2 separate regions of the Mus musculus genome follow, and region 1 is linked to region 2. A link is a contact called in public Hi-C data. All regions are on one chromosome and are shown on one strand. Each heading gives the region's core, a stretch centred on a gene start, on an enhancer-like site or on the middle of the called end of the contact. The rest is flanking DNA. Distances are from core to core; before and after follow the strand shown.

What was found. A called contact is a pair of places that touch in the nucleus more often than the background predicts.
Region 1: a contact with region 2 is called in a Hi-C map of olfactory sensory neurons, with 1.9 times the contacts expected there. The contact joins the promoter of 4833422M21Rik here to the promoter of 2610037D02Rik in region 2. A contact is called at or near these places in 2 of 39 promoter capture datasets (the SN4741 cell line and embryonic stem cells), 9 of 484 Hi-C or Micro-C datasets (CD4 T cells, cumulus cells, embryonic stem cells and 4 more), 7 of 115 datasets of contacts at active chromatin or transcription factors (embryonic stem cells and epiblast stem cells) and 1 of 9 other capture datasets (embryonic stem cells).

The regions. Positions count from the first base shown.
Region 1 is chr15:96,251,235-96,256,442 of GRCm38.p6, reverse strand. 4833422M21Rik (RIKEN cDNA 4833422M21 gene) reads left to right here and starts at 1,759. Exons shown (of 3, transcript NR_130160.1): 1 at 1,759-1,979; 2 at 2,441-2,579. All of the region lies in intron 1 of Gm38469 (spidroin-2), which reads left to right.
Region 2 is chr15:96,195,790-96,200,564 of GRCm38.p6, reverse strand. It overlaps 2610037D02Rik (RIKEN cDNA 2610037D02 gene), which reads left to right and starts at 2,591. Exons shown (of 6, transcript NR_040423.1): 1 at 2,591-2,623; 2 at 4,484-4,641. All of the region lies in intron 1 of Gm38469 (spidroin-2), which reads left to right. It also overlaps the pseudogene Gm4371.

The sequences.
Region 1 (5,208 bases), core at 510-3,009, 57 kb before region 2:
AGGTCTCATTAGGAAGGTTGAGAACCACTGATGTAGCTCTCAGTACTATCATTGCAGATTTCTCTTATACACATATTACATGTGCACACATGCATGCACACACATACACATACATTCCAACCTCACAGCATAGTGTTTTTTTAACATAATTTTCTATGTAGAGCTTTACATATAAAAGTAAGTAAATGCTGATTAAAAAAATAATGATTTTGGGTGTTTTGTTGTTGTTTTGAGAGAGGGTCTCTCTGTGTAGCCCTGGCTAAACTGGAACTAACTCTATAGACCAGGCTGGCCTTGGACTCAGAAATCCACCTGCCTCTGCCTTCCAAGTACCAGGATTAAACTGCCCATCCAAAATATTAGTGTTTTTAAGATTTATTTTAAAATTATAATTGTAAACGTGCACATGTGCATTTGTGTATATGTGTGTGTGTGCGTGTGTGCATGTGCCTTCTGAGTCTAGAAGAGGGTATTGGATCCCATGGAGCTGAAATTATAGGCAGTCGTGACTTATGTGGTAAGGGCTGACTTGAGTCTTCTGGAAGAGAAACAATTTTCTTCCTAGCCCCAGAACCTCTCTTAGCCCCAGAAAACATTAATGTTAGAATCAGCCATCACTTGGGACCTTACTCTTAGGAGTATGTGTCAGTCATCCTGTCTGCTTGATTGGATTGAGGTAGCATTTTGTTTAAATCAGAAGGAAAAACAAAGATAGTCAAAAGAACTCAGTCTGCTCTGCTTCACTCTTAGTAAAACATAAAAATGCATGTTTTTTTTTAAAAAAAACATTAAAGAGGGCTCAAAGTATTCTTTCAAAAGACAAAACAAAAACAAAAACAAAAACCCTGAAATGTAGCTTAAATTAGTTTGCCTTTATCTTGTCCTCTTGAGTGCAGCTGGCTCCTCACTGTTGAGTCGCTTCCAGAAAGCTTGCGTTCAAGTGCCTATGACTTGGTTTCGCAAGGAGCGTTTATGCCCTCCTGCACAGCTGTGTGCGTTTAAACCCATTTAAGTGTGAGAGTTATTCTTTTCTCATAGATCTAGGAAAGATTGGGGCGAGGGGGGTCACTGAAAATGACCATTAGTGCCCCAAGGTGATAAACTATGGTTGAATCGACTCCCTGTCCTCTGAGAGAGTCCCTTGGACCCTGAGATCTGAGCAGGAGCTAAGGAAACTGTTAAATTACATTTTATTTAGTATGCAGCCAAGCACAAACTGTTTACAAGTTTCATAATAGGATTTAAAATGTAACTCACATGGATTTTAAGAGAAAGCGCATTTTTTTCTTTTAATTACAAAAGTTGTATGTGTGTGGTTGTTTTGCTTGCATGTATGTCCATGTACCACACACAAGCCTCCTGCCTGAGGTCCAAAGGGGCATCAGAGCTGGACCTGGAGTTACAGATGGTTGTTAAGATACTGTGGGTGCTGGGAATTGAACCTGAGTCCTCCGGTTGAGTGGCCAGTAATGCTGTTGAACCATCTCTCTAGCCTTATGCTTTTTTTCTTCCACCTTTGGGATTAAAAAAAAAAAAGCATAAAAATATAGTATTTGACATTGGCATTAAAACATGTGGACAAAAGGAGTCCATTAGCAGTTGATTTAAAAGAAAAATCTAGCATGCTCATCTGGTTTTGAAAAGATCTGAAAAGTAGATTTCACTGATACTGCCTCCTGACAAAGCAGCACCAGGGCTCCCAGATTTGAAGTCGGAGAATACACGGTATTATTCCGTGTGTTCTTCCCAGCCCCCAGCCTGACACCGCACGCGTTGGGGAGGAGGCGCTTGCCATGCAATACCTATTTAAACTGGGAGAGCTGCGGGAGAGCTGCAGTCATCTGCTGCGGGTCTTTTATTACGTGGCAAGTTTAGAATAACATTTTCAAAACATACAACTTCAAACATCTAAGTCCTCATGAGATGATACAATACGTGGATCTCGAGTGCATCTGTGTGTTTCCCAGAGGCCCGTGCGGGTAAGTCAGTCCGCTCCCAGAGCGTCCCTCGCCATCCTCCCAACAAGGAACAAAACACTTTTAGCAAACCTAATACTCAGATTGGGGCAGAGCTGTTTAAATGCTTTCAGCTTTCTTACTTTGTTGGCTCTTCTCTACGTGAATGTGAGAACTTGGACGCCAAGAACTCTTAAAGCAGGTGTGCCTCTTAGGTTTCCTTCTTGGGGGGCGGGGGGGCTTCTGCAGTCCTGCCTTTCCTTGTACTGTCGGGATTGGAATTGGGGGGCGGGGGGAGGGGCGGGCAGAGAGGAGAAATGCCTCACAAAAGAACTTGAGGAAGAGTTTGTTTTGGCTCCGGGGATAGCCAGGAGAGCTCATCCTGTCAGGAAGTCCCTCAGCAGGAGCTTGAGGCCGCTTGACACTTTGTATCCTGAAAAGAGGGCTGAACCTTGGGCTCACTTTCTCCTCTTTATTCTGGGCAGGACTCCTGGCCACTGGATGGTATGCTCTGCCTTCAGAACGGCTCTTTCCACCGTTCTGAAATGCCCTCCCTCATAGACACCTCAGGTGTGCTCTGCTGACTCTAAATCCAGTCAACTTGTCAAAGATTAACCATCAGAGGTTGGTTGGTTTTTGTTTTGTGATCTCTCTCTCTCTCTCTCTCTCTCTCTCTCTCTCACTCTCTCTCTCTCCCAATGGAGACTGTACCCTCTCAGCTATTCCATTAAGCAGCTGGAGTTTCATTCCACGGGGAAACTGGGCAGGAGTTAAAAATAGATGACTCAGAGAATCCCAAGAAGGCCTAAGGCCACGGTGGTGTTTGAATAGCAACCCCTGAGATACATCAGTAGGTGAGGGCTGTTGGCCAGTTGGAAGCATGGGACCCGTTTTTGTGTGAGGTTCTGAGGCTGGGACAGAATAGAGGGCAGAGGGAAACAGTCTTCAGGGCAGGTGGACACTGACCCTGGCAGTAGCCAGGGCACAGAGAAAGGCTAGCCACTTTGAAGTCGGCAACGACCCTCCAGAATTGTGTAGGTGTCTCACAAAATGTGTGGCAATCAGTATCTGCTCAAGACACCCCAAGATCAAGTTCTCAACACAAAGGAGGTTTATTTGCTCCGGAAGGTCAAAGGGTAGGGAATAAGAGACAAAAACAGGAGATAGAGGATGAGGGAGAAGGGGAAGGGAGAAAAGGGGCAGAAAAAAGAGTATTTATTTGTCCTGGGAGGGGGCAACATAAAGGACTGTCTCTGGATAAAGGAGACAGATGTAGCCATAGGTAAATGACAGTGTATAAAGGTCAAAGGGGAAACGCCCATGTTAAGGTGAGGTGTTTAATTTTGATTGGGCAGGTTCATTAAGCGAGCCAAAAGGGGTCTTAGATGGCTGGACCTCAATACTTTGATAGCTGGACCTTGGTAGTCAGCCTCAGGAGGAGAAAGTGGCCAAATCAGGAAACAGACCTTGGTGGCTTGCTTCTGGAGTGTAACCTAATGGGTTTTTTTTTATCATGGTAGAGGGGATGGACCCCTGCCAGAGCCTTGTTTGCCATGCCCGCCCGGGATGGCTAGAGCTCTTCAAGATGTATGTTAGTTGTTGTGATGCCTTCTCCTTTATATTGCTCTGTACTCTGCATGGAGGCTCACAGTCTTCAGGGTCCAAGTTCAGCTCCTTCCAAGGTTGCATCAGGCAATGTTGCTCATGGAGACAGTATGTGAAGAGCGCACAGCCTAAGACTTGATGTTTACTGTATCTGAAGGCCTCCGCTATTCTTTTTTTTTTTTTCCAGCTAGTCTATAAAATCTTCAATGGAGTTTCTTTGCCCTCAACCATTTAATTATAAAACATCATCTTTATCATATAGAACCATATGTGTAGACAAGACCCCTTCCTTCCCTTCTTCCCCGCTCTTCTCTGTTCCTACGTGGCTATAACTATTCTTCTGGCTACACATTTAATGACCGTGACCCTGTGTCGGATAATTTTTACAGTCATGTTTTGAGCATGTGTACACATTATTCATGTATTTTAAGGACAGAGACTAACTACATATTGCTTTGTGAATGTTGTCTGTTATTATATCTCTCTTTTACATATTTAAACACCCATGCCACTGGGGAGGTCAGCTCTGGAACTTTGGAAAATCCCACCAGACCCCTCCCCTCCTGGAAGAGAAAGGTCATAGAACACATAGGTACCCCACCCCTCTGGAAGGCAGAGGGTAATTACATTCCTCAGATCAGGGGTCGGGGGCGACCCTCAGCCACCTGCAGGTGGGGGAGACCCAGAGCTCATAGACACATTCTGCGGCTGTTAGCCACCTACAGACAAGGGAAGTCCTTGCCACCTCATTCCCTAAAGACCAATCAGTTTTAAAGTCACATTCTGCCAATCACGTTGTGCCTAAATGCTACTGCTCTGAAAACTTTATAAAAACTCACTGAACAGGTTGCGGGGGATCATTGTCTCCTTCATGTGCAGGGTGACCCCAGCATGCTGGAACAATAAAAGTCCTCTTGCTTTTGCATCAATCACCGGCTGATACCAGGCTCTGTGTTGTTCACTCAGGGGCTAGGAGGAGTATGGGGGTAGGGTGGGGGTCTCTGGTAAGTTAAGGCTCGCCAGAGTCTTACACCGCCTTTAACTTTTGCACAAGTTAGTCTGCACAATGCCTGTACCTTTTCCATTTATATTTATACTATACCCGCCATTGCCTAACATTTTAGGCCTCTGTTCACAAACTATCTTATGGCCTTACTATATTTATTATTTATGAGGCAGTTAGCCTGATGCATAAGTGAACTGAAATTGGGACTTTTACGTTACTTTTTTCTCCTACTAGATTTTGTTTTAAAGATTTATTTATTTATTATATATAAGTACACTGTAGCTGTCTTCAGACACACCAGAAATGGGCATTAGATCTCATGACAGAGGGTTGTGAGCCACCATGGGGTTGCTGGGAATTGAACTCAGGACCTCTGGAAGAGCAGTCAGTGCTCTTAACCACTGAGCCATCTCTCCAGCCCTAGATTTTTTTTTTAAATGTTCAGAATTTAACATATGTTTGGAATCGGCTCATTCTTACTACAGTTGTGCATAAGCCTCTGACTCTGGAGCCTATGAGTGCTTGAGTCCTGAGGTTGCTACTATGCTGTTTTCCCTAGGGGGAGATATTTACCCCTTTGCCAAAGGTCCCTCCAACAAATGGAGGCATGATTTGCCCAGTTAACTCTGGAGAAGCATTGAG
Region 2 (4,775 bases), core at 1,342-3,841:
TAAATTTTTTTTTTTTTGAAAAAGTGTTTCTCTGTGTAATCCTGGCTATCCCGGCACTCACTTTGTAGACCAGGCTGGCCTCGAACTCAGAAATCTGCCTGCCTCTGCCTCCCAATTGCTGGGATTAAAGGCATACGCCACCACGCCCAGCCTGGAGTGAGTAATTCTGCACTGTCATTTAGCACCAAGATTTTTTTTTTCAGGATAAAGAGTTACATATAGAAAGTTATGACAGTTAAATTAAAATCTTGGAGTCTGGAAATATATGAACTCATGATACTTTTGTTCCTAAGAATAAAACAATAGCAAAAACCCAGCAAAATTCACTCTCTCACTTTGGACACTGAAAGGAGTTAGATTCTATCACGTCATAGCTAACATAGTTAAACATCTTCAGTTAGTTCTCAGCCTCTAAATACCATCTCCAAAGATCCCATGGGGAATGAAGAGGACAGCTAAAACAGCAGGTGCTTCTGAAAACGGCTTAGAAGCCTAGTTGAGGGGTCTCCCTCCAGCCACGATGAGACTCTTTGAGCATCCCAAAGGGTAATGACTGTAAAGGATTAAAAAAATCAAATGCAGGACAGAGAAGATGGCTCATGGGGGGAATCACTTGCTGTGCTGTAGTGAGGACTGGAGTGGAAGCTCTCAGAACCCATGCACAAGCCAGGCACAAATGCTCACACTCCTGTAATCCCAGCACGGGGCACGGGAGGCAGAGATGGAAGGATCTGTAGATGCTCTTGGGGCAGCTATTCTCATGTACACAGTGGAAACACAGGAGACCCTGCTTGAAATAAGGTAGAAGGTGAAAACCAGCTAGTGAGGTTAGCTTTTATTCTCCCCATGATACATACAAAGAAGTACATGTATAACACATGTGTCTCTCACGTACATACATATCACACACATGCAAGATTTTAGAGATTTATTTATTTTTATTTCATGTGTATGTGTTTCTCCCTCTGTGCATCTGCACTACCTGTGTGTCTGGTACCCGTGAAGGTCAGAAGAGGGTGAAGGATCCTCTGGAACTGGAGTTACCGATGGTTATAAACCACAAGGCGGCTGCTGCGAATTGAACCCAGGTCCCCTGCAAGAGTGCTCTTAACCACTGAATGGTTGCTTCATGGACACAAGATTCTAAAAATATAAAATATATTAAAAGCTCATTCTCATTAGAGAAACAAAAATATTAATTGGCAACCCTTGGAAACTGTTCGATGCCATTTCAGTGTTTTGAAAGCTAATGAGAAAAAGAACAAAGCCTGTTTCCCCAAGTCCATGAGCAAACTAGCCACAGTGCGTCTGGTGGAAGGGTTAATCTGTACAGAAGAAATTTTTAGTTGAGGGCACTGAGAATACTAGAATTAGAAACCAACCAACCAACCAAATTTGCAGCCATAGGGAGTTATGGGTCTCTAGTGGCTGCTGGAGTCACTGGGTGAAGAATGGATGGAGACCCAAGATGGCTCAGGCAGCCACACCCAGTCATCTTAACCAGAAGGGGTGGCAACCAGATGTTAGTGCTTTCTCAAGTGACATGATAGCACATGCCCAGAATCACTTCCACATTCTCCCCCCCCCCCACCCCCCTCAAAAGCATGCAAATGAAACCAGTCCTCACTTGGGGTGTTACTGCAAATCTTTAACCCTGGAGGCAGAGGCAGGCAGAGCTCCTGGAGTTACAGACCAGCCAGGGCTACCGGGTGACACCCTGTCTCACAAACCAAACACCATCACACACACACACACACACACACACACACACACACACACACACAGACACACACACGCACGCACACGCACACGCACACGCACACGCACACGCACATGCACACACACCAGAACCTTTACATTTATAGCTGCCAGTACACACACACAAAAGTAGACCACTCTGAAAGACACGACCAGAAGGCAATTGGCCAACCTAAATGAGGTGAATTTACCAGCGACTTCGTTTCTTTAACAATTAAAGGCAGGAGAAAAAAAAAATGTAGGTAATGGGAATTATCAATTAGCAGACTTAAGAGACCAATTAGGGAAGCACAATGTGTGGGGTTGGTTTGCATCCCTACTCTAGCAAACCAATTATAAAGACATTTATGATGCAAGCAGATTTTCATCATTAACACATACAGAGATGTAGTGTAAATTAAAATTAAAAAATTAAAATCACCATGGTATTGACTCTTAGCTGTATGGTCACTTCAGTGGTGTCAAATACATTGTTGTGCAACCGTCACAGTGATTCAGCTCAGAACTATTCTTTATTCTTCCCTGTTGACAATATGTTCTTGTGCACAGAGTAAAGGTTATCCTTGAATTCAAATGCTGATTTCTGTGCCCCAACTTCTGGTTGCAGTCCAGACCTGGCATTGTCATGCTTATTCTAAGAATCTCCTGTCTTAATGTTGTGTAAACATTGCTCCCCAGTTATTCCCTGATTGGTCAATAAAAGGTTGATCAGCCAATGACTGAGCAGAGGGGGAGGGGGAGGGGGAGGAGGAGAAGGACGAGACGTTGGGGGGGTGCGGGGGGAGGAAGACTCCACCATGACCACAAGATGAGGACCACCATGAGAATTTACAAGGAGCAGAAAGAGCCGGATCAATACTAAAATGCAAGTATCTCAGGGTTTTTGGCTGGGAGGTAGCCAGATTAGCCTAGAGGATTGGAATAGATTTATATGTGCTCAGTTATTATGTCTTAAAGCATGTGAAATAAATCTCTTGTGAGTCTTTGTCTCAATTATTTGGGAGCTAGCTGGGTTAGAGAAAAAAAAAAAGCCACTTTTAAATTAGCAGTAACACCTCCCAGATTGAAGTTCGGTACCCTCTGGACTGTTGTAAATCACCAGCCCCTGAGAACCACTGCTTTTCTTTCTGAGACCTTCCATCACGCCCACACTTCCTTCTCTCTTACGATTGGCTGGCTTCCCATTGCTTAGCACTTTCCGTGTTCATACCCGTCATCCGGGGTTGCTTTCCTACATTGCTAAAGCTTGCATGATATCCCATTGTATGACTGTATTGCATCTGATTTACTCATCACGGGCACCTGACGTCTACTTTTTCACTTCTGTAAATACGGGTAAGCAGATGTCCATCCAACTCTCTGCTTTCGCTTCATATCCAGGCAGGAGAGGGTGCCCAGTCACAGAGCCGCTCTGCGTTTGACTTTTGAACAATTTGCCATCCTGTTTTCCAGTGTCAGTTCTGATTTAAGTTTTTTTTTTTTTTACCAGCCATGTGTAAATATTTCCATTTCTCCTTAATCTCATCAATTTCCCCCTTTCTGTCTTGATAACTGTTGTCCTAATGGAAGCGGTATCTTATTGTAGTTTTGATCAGTGATATTGATCACCTACTAATTTGTTTATTAGTCTTTTGCATAGTTTCTTTAGGAAAATGACTATTCAAGTCCTTTTCCCATTTCAAAATCAAGTTTGCTTTTAATTCTTGAGTTTAGGGGTTCATTATATGGTATGGACATTAAGCCCTTATCAAATATGTAATTGGCAATTCTGTTGATAATAGTTTTATGCATAAAATCAAAAATTATTCTTTAGTCCAATTGGTCTTGTTTAGGTTGTCATTCTAACATTTCATAGTGTGGCTGTAACTGTTCGGTCTTTCTGTGTACACCCCAGTTCCCAAATAATGACTTGGAGACGTGTTTTCTTCCTTTATGAATGCCTAGGCCGTATGATAGGCTTGTTCCCACTAGCTTGTAACTCAGTTATTCCCTTTATAGTAACTTCTGCCACGTGGCTGGCCACCTCTCCTCAGTTTCATCTGTTCGACTTCCTCCGCACATAGGTGGCAAATCATCTTTCCAGTGACCCTTTCCCAGAGTTCCTCTCTCCGCCCGACGTCCCACCTTCTATCCTCTCCTCTCCTACAGGCCATAGGCTTTTTACTTTGACCAATCAGAAGGTGCCTTAGGCAGGCAAGGAAGGACAGAGACACATCTTCACCCAGTGCATATAAGCATTACCCCTAATATAGTTATTAAGTTTCGCGTTTGATATGTTTGTAAAAGTTTTGGGTAATGGTGCTAGACACGAATTCAACTTCAGACTCTCTTCCTGTGATACCCAGTGGCCACACCTGACCTGACTCAGGGGAATGGGTGGAACTAGAAAAAAAAAAAAATCACCCTGAGTAAAGTAACGCAGACCCAAAAAGATAAATACGGTATGCATTCTTTTATACATGGAAGTTAGCTTTTAAGCCTTGATAGGCATGGAACTGTATGAATAACCACATACTAACCACACTAAAATATACATAGAAAAGAAATCTAAATGGAGTCACAAGATAACAGGAGAGACAAAGCCCCTATTAGAAATCTCTGCCGCCAAGTAGAACCTCCAGTGCCAAGAATGGGTTGCAACTAATTGAATTGTTGGCCAAAGGGGCTCCATGGAAATCTCCAAATAGTTCAGGCTTTTGCAGAGGTTATTGGTTCCTGCCCACAGGCTGATGCAAGGCCCCATTACTGAAGTTCTGAATCTTACATATCTCACTGACCGTGGAAAAGTTAAGCTGGTGCCTAACTCGAGCCTTTACCCCCGGTGACTAGTGTTCATGGAACTGGATGGTATCCTGGTACTCAGCATGCCACCAGCGGAGAAAGGTAAGCACCAACCCAGCTACAAGCCCTGCTATCCACAGTGGTGACCTGCTTCCGTGAGAGGCGCGTGTAGTAGTAGCACAAACTTTGTGAGAGTAACCAACCACTCTCTGATTGGATCTAAGGTTTGCTCCAAG